Linked DNA regions of Zea mays: region 1 is linked to region 2. The links are chromatin contacts, called in public Hi-C maps. All regions are on one chromosome and are shown on one strand. Each heading gives the region's core, a stretch centred on a gene start, on an enhancer-like site or on the middle of the called end of the contact. The rest is flanking DNA. Distances are from core to core; before and after follow the strand shown. Region 1 holds the start of LOC100273845 (protein SOF1). Region 2 holds the start of LOC103644331 (protein Brevis radix-like 4).

Evidence for each region. Hi-C and Micro-C count contacts between places; a contact is called where the count stands out from the background.
Region 1: a Hi-C map of tassel shows a contact between it and region 2, with 2.4 times the contacts expected there. The contact joins the promoter of LOC100273845 here to the promoter of LOC103644331 in region 2. A contact is called at or near these places in 2 of 25 Hi-C or Micro-C datasets (leaf and tassel).

What each region holds. Positions count from the first base shown.
Region 1 is chr1:306,108,513-306,112,146 of Zm-B73-REFERENCE-NAM-5.0, reverse strand. It overlaps LOC100273845 (protein SOF1), which reads right to left and starts at 2,061. Exons shown (of 17, transcript NM_001148244.1): 1 at 1,881-2,061; 2 at 1,564-1,653; 3 at 1,366-1,477; 4 at 752-779; 5 at 527-625; 6 at 30-99. The coding sequence starts at 1,946.
Region 2 is chr1:305,976,826-305,980,324 of Zm-B73-REFERENCE-NAM-5.0, reverse strand. LOC103644331 (protein Brevis radix-like 4) reads right to left here and starts at 1,762. Exons shown (of 5, transcript XM_008667542.4): 1 at 1,303-1,762. The coding sequence starts at 1,416.

The DNA.
Region 1 (3,634 bases), core at 812-3,311, 130 kb before region 2:
CGAGATAGATGTGTCTATCCAGTACATGCCTGGGAATTATCTCCAGCACGCTCACTAGTATCCACCATTTTAAGCATCGGAACTTTCCAGAGTCGAACACTGCAACCAATGGTAGTGTAAGTGTATGGTAATAAAACAGATAACACAAATAATATAGCTGTTTTACTTTACGCCATGAAACACGCAGTTCCAAAATCAGGTTTTAGACGGAACATGCATAATCTGTATAAACCCTGGAAGGCAGCCCAATGTACTTAGTAAACATGGTTCTAGCCTCTTACCGTCTTACGCATATAAAACACTCCAAAATTAGGCCATTGGTTGATGCTCTAAAATATTGGCATCTTTACGCTTTATTTACCAACCGTAACTATAGTAAGTTCTTCTTGGCTGTATGTAAGTGCATAAGATGTGTGACTGCTACCTACCGTTTAGAGAAGTAAAGCAACTTGACACATATGGAAATCCAGTGGACACTAGAATGCCTCTGTCTAGAAGACAGAAAGTGAATCAACAATTGACTTACGTGCAGTCAACGCCACATGATACAAGAAGATCACCATCTGTGGATGTTGTTAAACCTCTTACAGCACCCTGGTGCCCGGGGAACTGACAAACTGTCTTCCTGTTGTCATTGTTGTAAAAATCACACAAATATAAGCATGAAATATGATATAACTCCAAGAACAAAAGGATGAAACAGATATCAGATGATTAAGGAATGAGGTAGTCCCCAATACTGTAGCAGTACCTCGCAGCAATATCCCAAAGGCGAACATCTGCCAAAAAAACAGAAAGGTGAATTTTACAATTATTATTCAAGTTTCAAGTTGATTGAAGGATGAAGGTAAAACATGGATAAAAAACATAAAAAAATGAAGACGATGGACCATGTTTCAGCGCTTAAGGAGTGGTTAAATTAAATCTATCAGGTTGCAAATTTTCATACAATAGCAGATCCTGATAATAAGGAAGTGAAATGCATGTTTAAGAGCCCTCACAGATAAATTCAGGGAAATATGGCCTTTTGTTTTATAATAACAACCAACTATCATTTCCATTAATGCAAAAATGTCACCGAACCAGTACATAATTAGAAGATGAGGACTGGAAGATTGTCTGTAAAGGAGAAGCATAACAGTAGCTCACTTGAAGCAGCTAGCCAATTACAAAGATGCAAACGAACTCAGGAATACATCCTTACATTAGTATCACCAACAAGGCCGCCCCTTAAAGTTACAAAACCATAAATCTGTTGTGTGTACTTGTGATCATATAGGCGACTGATGCAATTTACCAAGCAGCAGATAATATTGTGAAAACATAGTCAATAAGACAAAAGCTAGTCGAGAAATAGGCACTCACCTCCATCCATTGAACCAGAAAATATTGCTTTCAAATGATTGGGGTTTTTGGCCATGCACGATACCGCGTCAATATGCCCATCCATAGCTCCGATAAATGGCTTAGCAAATATCTGGACAAGTAGAGCATAAAAGGCATCGCCTCAAACAGAAAGTAAAGAAACAAAACATGAATACGGGGAAGGGAGAAGCGGCATACCTTCTCTAACTTGGCAGCATTGAGTGCCCGAGTATACTCAACAGCTTTCTCTTGACTACGAAGCGCTGGATCATAGTTGCGGAATACTTTCTGTTGAGACCAACGAGTGCGTTTCGGAATGTCAGAGGTGGATTGAGGTAAAATTTCATCGATGGCTAAATGATTGTCATGCGGTTGGGCAAAGGCTCCAACCGGCGTTGGAAGTGGGATCCAACAAACTAAAAGGATAGCATAGAATTGTACTCTACAACAACGAGAAGCCGGGTGACCACGACAGTGGTGTCAGCAGAATCGCAGTCGCGACAGGGGTCGCCTACCTGCAGGTCCTGGCTGCGCTCGCGCGTGTAGTCGTCGGTGGAACGCGAAATCACCTTCACCCTCATCGCGCCCTCAAACCGGAGAGCACTTGACGCCGGAGAGGAGCTAAGCTAGGGTTTTCCGCCGCGCGCCGCCTTTTCGTCTCCTAAACCAGCGCCCAACGCCGCCGGGGGAAATCACAGAAGTAGACGTTAGTCGAACGAGGGCTTCTCTACTCCCGGCTTTTCACACGGCCCAGCAGCCTGTACGGTTGTACCAGTCACAGTCTCAGTCCCTACCTTCTATTTCGAACTAATCTCTACTAACTATTAAGGGTACAGTGTAGACTGCCCCCGCCTCAGCAGCCTACCACGCACGTCGCGAATCCCGTGCACGACTGCCCCCGCCGCGATTCCCCTCCTGCCCACGACGAATCCCCCGCCCGAACCGGCCGCACGACCTGCCTCTCCGCCGCGACAGGCGCCGCGCAGACGCCGCACGCCGCACCCGCTCGCCCCCACGCGCTCCCCCTCCCGCCGCCCCTGCTCCCCCCAACCGGGATCTGCGACTGCCGCCATCCTCAAAATGCCGGAGGCCATGGGGTTCGACTGCACGCACCTATCGCGGCTCTAGACGCCATGGGGTTCAACTACGCGCACCGCTCTGCGGTAGACGTCGTCATCGTCGATGTCCTCCTCCGCTACATCACCCACCTGGACTGGCCTGCCGCCTTCCATGCCAACCTTGCCGGCCGCACACTCGCCAACGAGCTCGACGTCGTACATGTGCTCGCAGGTGGTCGGCACCGACACAGACGGCTTCGCGAGCGCGGCGGCCACGAACCGCTGCCTCGTTGGCTTCGGTCCCACGGCCACAAACTGCTGCCTCGTTTGCAATATATTAGCGGCGGCGGCAGATTGCGCGCTAGCGACCGAGACGCAAGAATTCTGCGTCTGTTGCTGCATGTTTGAATGGGTGCAGGTAATATCTTGTATTTCTTGCTGTTATAGATGAAGTATGGACCTGCTCCTCTGGTTCTTCAGCTTTTTTTTGCTTCATCCACACGTTTTCTTGTCTGGGCAGCGCAATCCCATCTCGAGCCGTTCACCTTTTGCAACCGCGGCAAGCAAGTTGTGCGCCGTGGTCTGCACGCAGCCGCAGTCCTGTCCAGCTGAAAATTGAATTCTGAACACATAAGACCTCCATAATCGGCGAGGCGAATCCCGCTGCGGCCGCCGGAAGCGCGCAGCGCAGGGGGCAATGGCTCCTTAATGCTCTCCTGATTCTGTAGGACATATTAGTTTAATTGCTGTTTATCATTTCAAACAGAGCAACTAAACTGATAAGAACATGTAACTGGTACACGGGGTGTGTAATTTACTTTGTCAGTTCGCCAATAATTCGACAATTTAAGCTCCAATATTTGTTGCTTTTGTTAGAAAAAGTGCAACTTTTACATTTTTTCTTGGTTTGCCTCTGGGTTCAACAAATATAGTGAATATGGGTGTGGCACACTCTTCTTTGGGATTTCAGAATGGCACAAGTTCTAGCAGTGACACTGATCCTCTTCCCAACGAGTTGAACATTATGAGCATAAGGGATGATAAAGTAATCTCATGTCCCCCAAATGTTCCATCAATTATTGCTTTCTGGTGGGTGCTCAGTTTGTATTTGTATTTTGTTTTTGTTTGAAAAACAATGCAGGACGTCAAAGATATTGTAGTCAATGGCAACAGGGCGGAGCCTGGTCATATCATAATGACCAGCATTGATG
Region 2 (3,499 bases), core at 513-3,012:
AAACAAGGATGGATTCTCTGCTGTGGCATGGCAACGCTTTCGCTTTACCTTTGCCCTCGTTTCAGCTTCAGCTTCAGACACACACACACACACACACACACACTGGGCTTGTTTTGTGTCTTTCACCTACAGTTGAGGGATTTCCCCTTTGGTGATCCTCCAGTCCAACCCTACCATGCACTCATCTTTTTTCACCCCAGGGTTTAAAAATTAAAATAAAAAAACTGGTGGATGGTGATCCCAATGCCGCTGGCAGGATTCTTGCCTTGCTTCCGGGTGCATGCAAATCGGTCTCAAAAAAGAGAAAGAGAAAGAGAAAGGAAAAAATAAAAGAGAAATCGGTCTACTCTGCTTTCGAGAAGGAAAGCAGCGCAAGAAAGAATCCCATGTACAGAACAGAACTATAGTATCAAATCTCACCTGTGGACATATAACATGCATGCTTTACTGACCCCAAAAAAAACAAAAAGAAAAAGGAAAAGAAAAGGGGAAATGCAAATGCTAGAAGAAAAAACAAACAAACAGCAAAGATACTTGTATTAGTACAAGGCAATGCAATGAGGGTTTGAGCTGAAAAACAAAAGCTTCTTTATATTAATTAATTGAAGTGCGTCCTTCGTTCTCTTCCCCCAAGGGAAGGGGAAGGGAATAATGACACAAAGCGAAAGGTGCTAGACTGCTACTCCGTACTACTACGCTGTCTGCGTCTGCTTCTTCTCCCCCTCCTCCGATTAAAGAACAAAGCAACAGTATCGTCAATGCATACCACCAGTATCCAATCCATGCGAGTGTAAGGTGGGCCAACTGGGCATGATTCTGTGTGCCGACACGCGCGCGCGGCGCTCATCCCATCATCATCCTCATTCCCATCCCCCATGGCCATGGCTGTCCTCTCCTCGGTCGCCGCGCCCACCGATCATGACCGATCACGCTGTACTGTATAGTATGGTGGGTGGAATGGTGGATAGATGGATCTCGTCTCGTCCATGGCTGGTGGTGGCTGTGGCTGTGCTGTCCGGGGGGAGCTTGCCTAGGGGCCAACGCCGCCGGACGATGGATCCATGTCGCCTGTTTCGGGGGCACTGTTGCTGCCATGCATGGAATGAATGTCCTACTCGGTACTGTCTACCTGCAGCGACGTACGGTACGGATCGTATAGTAGCTAGCTAGGACGCATCAGCGCAGCGCACGTCGTAACCGTAAGTCCGTAACCCACAACCGGAGAGATGAGAGCGAGCTATCAGCTATGGTGGGTGCCAAGGAGGAGGAGCTCTGGAGCTGGACGTAGTACGTACTACGCACCTGGGAGGTGAGTGACTTCACGGGGTCTCTGCAGCTCGGGGTGTCGCCGCCATGCTCCTCGCGGTCCCGGCCGCCGTCTTCTTCCTTATTGACGCACGCGATGCAGGACAGCATCTTCTCCGCGCGCGGCCGGCCGGCCTCCCGGTACGAAACGACGCTTGTTTGATTGGCTAGACTACCTGCTGCTGGGCTTTGTGTGTATGTATGCTAGCTGTGTGTACGCCCTCAGCTCGTCAAGAGTCGACGATGTATACGCGCGCCACCACCGCAGGAAGAAAGCACGGCGGCGCGCTCTCCGGCCGGCCGGGGGTCGTCCGGGGAAGACGACGACTAGCCACAGTAGTGTTATTTATATATATATGGAAGTGGGACAATGGAAACATGCGCTGGATCCTAGCGAGCTGCAACTGGTACGGTACGGCGGCGACCGGCCGAGCTCGGGCTACCTCAGCTCAGCTCAGCTCCTTTGGAAGTTTGGATAGGATATATATACACACTCACACTAGTAGGTGCAGCTACAGCAAGCGACGGAATGCGCACCAAAAATAATAATAAAAAATCTACGTGGGCCTGGGGAACTCACCAACAGGAGCTAGGATTGCAGTGGAAGCGCGGGTGCTTCCAATCATGATATGTATGGAGTTTCATATTCGAGAAAAAAAACAATCTATAATTAATTAGTAAGGCTTCATTAATAAATTATGCTTTCCGCTGAAAAATATTAAGAACAAATCAATATTGTACTCCATCTTTGTTAGGAAGGTGGCAACTTGTATTAGAAAGGTGGCGCCAGAGGTGTTTGGAGTGACCAAAGGGAGGGGCGATTAATCTAAGGATACTTGATGGTGGACCGAGGATGTTCAAAAGACAATAAAAGCATAAGAAATAATGTTACAGGAGATTGTTCCATGACAGGAGCGAGGTCAACATAGAGGGGTAATATAAGGTGGCAAAGAAGACTGCAAAGCGAGCTATGAATCAGGCATAAAGGGTCGAAACTACTATGATGATCTTTACCAAAGACTAAGTGCAAAGAAAGGGGGAGAAAGATGTCTATAAGATAGCTACGATTCGAGAAAGGAAGACGAGGGACCTCAACCAAGTTAAATGAATTAAGGATGAGATGGATCAACTCTTGGTGAAAGGACAAGACATCAAATAGAGGTGGCAGATGTATTTTGACAATCTTTTTAATGGTGGGAATGAGACTATGGACATCCAATTGGATGACTCATTTAATGATTTAAATAGATGCTTTGTACGCAGGATCCAAGAATCAGAGGTCAAAGAAGCTTTAAAGAGGATGAAATGGGGCAAGGTGATGGGCCTGGATGGTATCCTAATAGAGATGTGAAAATGCCTTGGAATATTGCTATCGTTTGGCTAACCAAGTTGTTCAACCATATTTTTCGATCAAACAGGATGTCCGATGAGTGGATGAGGAGTACATTAGTACCAATCTTCAAGAACAAGGGAGATATTCAAAGTTGTACCAACTATCGAGAGATTAAGCTCATGAGCCACACTATGAAGCTATGGGAGATAGTTATTAGGCATCGTCTGAGAGGAATGACGCATATCACCATGAATGAATTTGGATTCATGCATGTAAGGTCAACCATGCAAGCAATTTTCTTAATAAGGCAGAACATTGAGCGATATAAGGAGCGGAAGAAGTACTTGCACATGGTTTTTATTGACTTGGAAATGGCATATGATAAAATACCTAGGAATCTCATGTGGTGGGCATTGGATAAGCATAAAGTCCCAACAAAGTATATTATGCTCATCAAGGACATGTATGACAAAGCTGTGACTAGTGTCCGAACAACTGATGGTGATACAAATGTTTTCCCGATTAACATATGACTATATAAAGGTTCAACTTTGAGCCCTTATCTATTTGCCTTAGTGATAGATGAGGTCACGAGGGATATATAAGGAGATATCCCTGGTGTATGCTTTATTAGTGATAGATCAGTACTTGCACATCGTTGATGATGTAGTTCTATTAGATGAAAGCCGAGAAGGAGTAAATAGAAAGCTAGAGTTATGGCGTCAGACCCTATAGTCAAAAGGATTTATAATTAGCATGACCAAAACCGAGTATATGACATGTGACTTTGGTAGATGTAAGTTTGGGAGGCCAGATAGTACTAAAGAAGGACACCTTCCGTTATTTGGGATCTCTCCATCA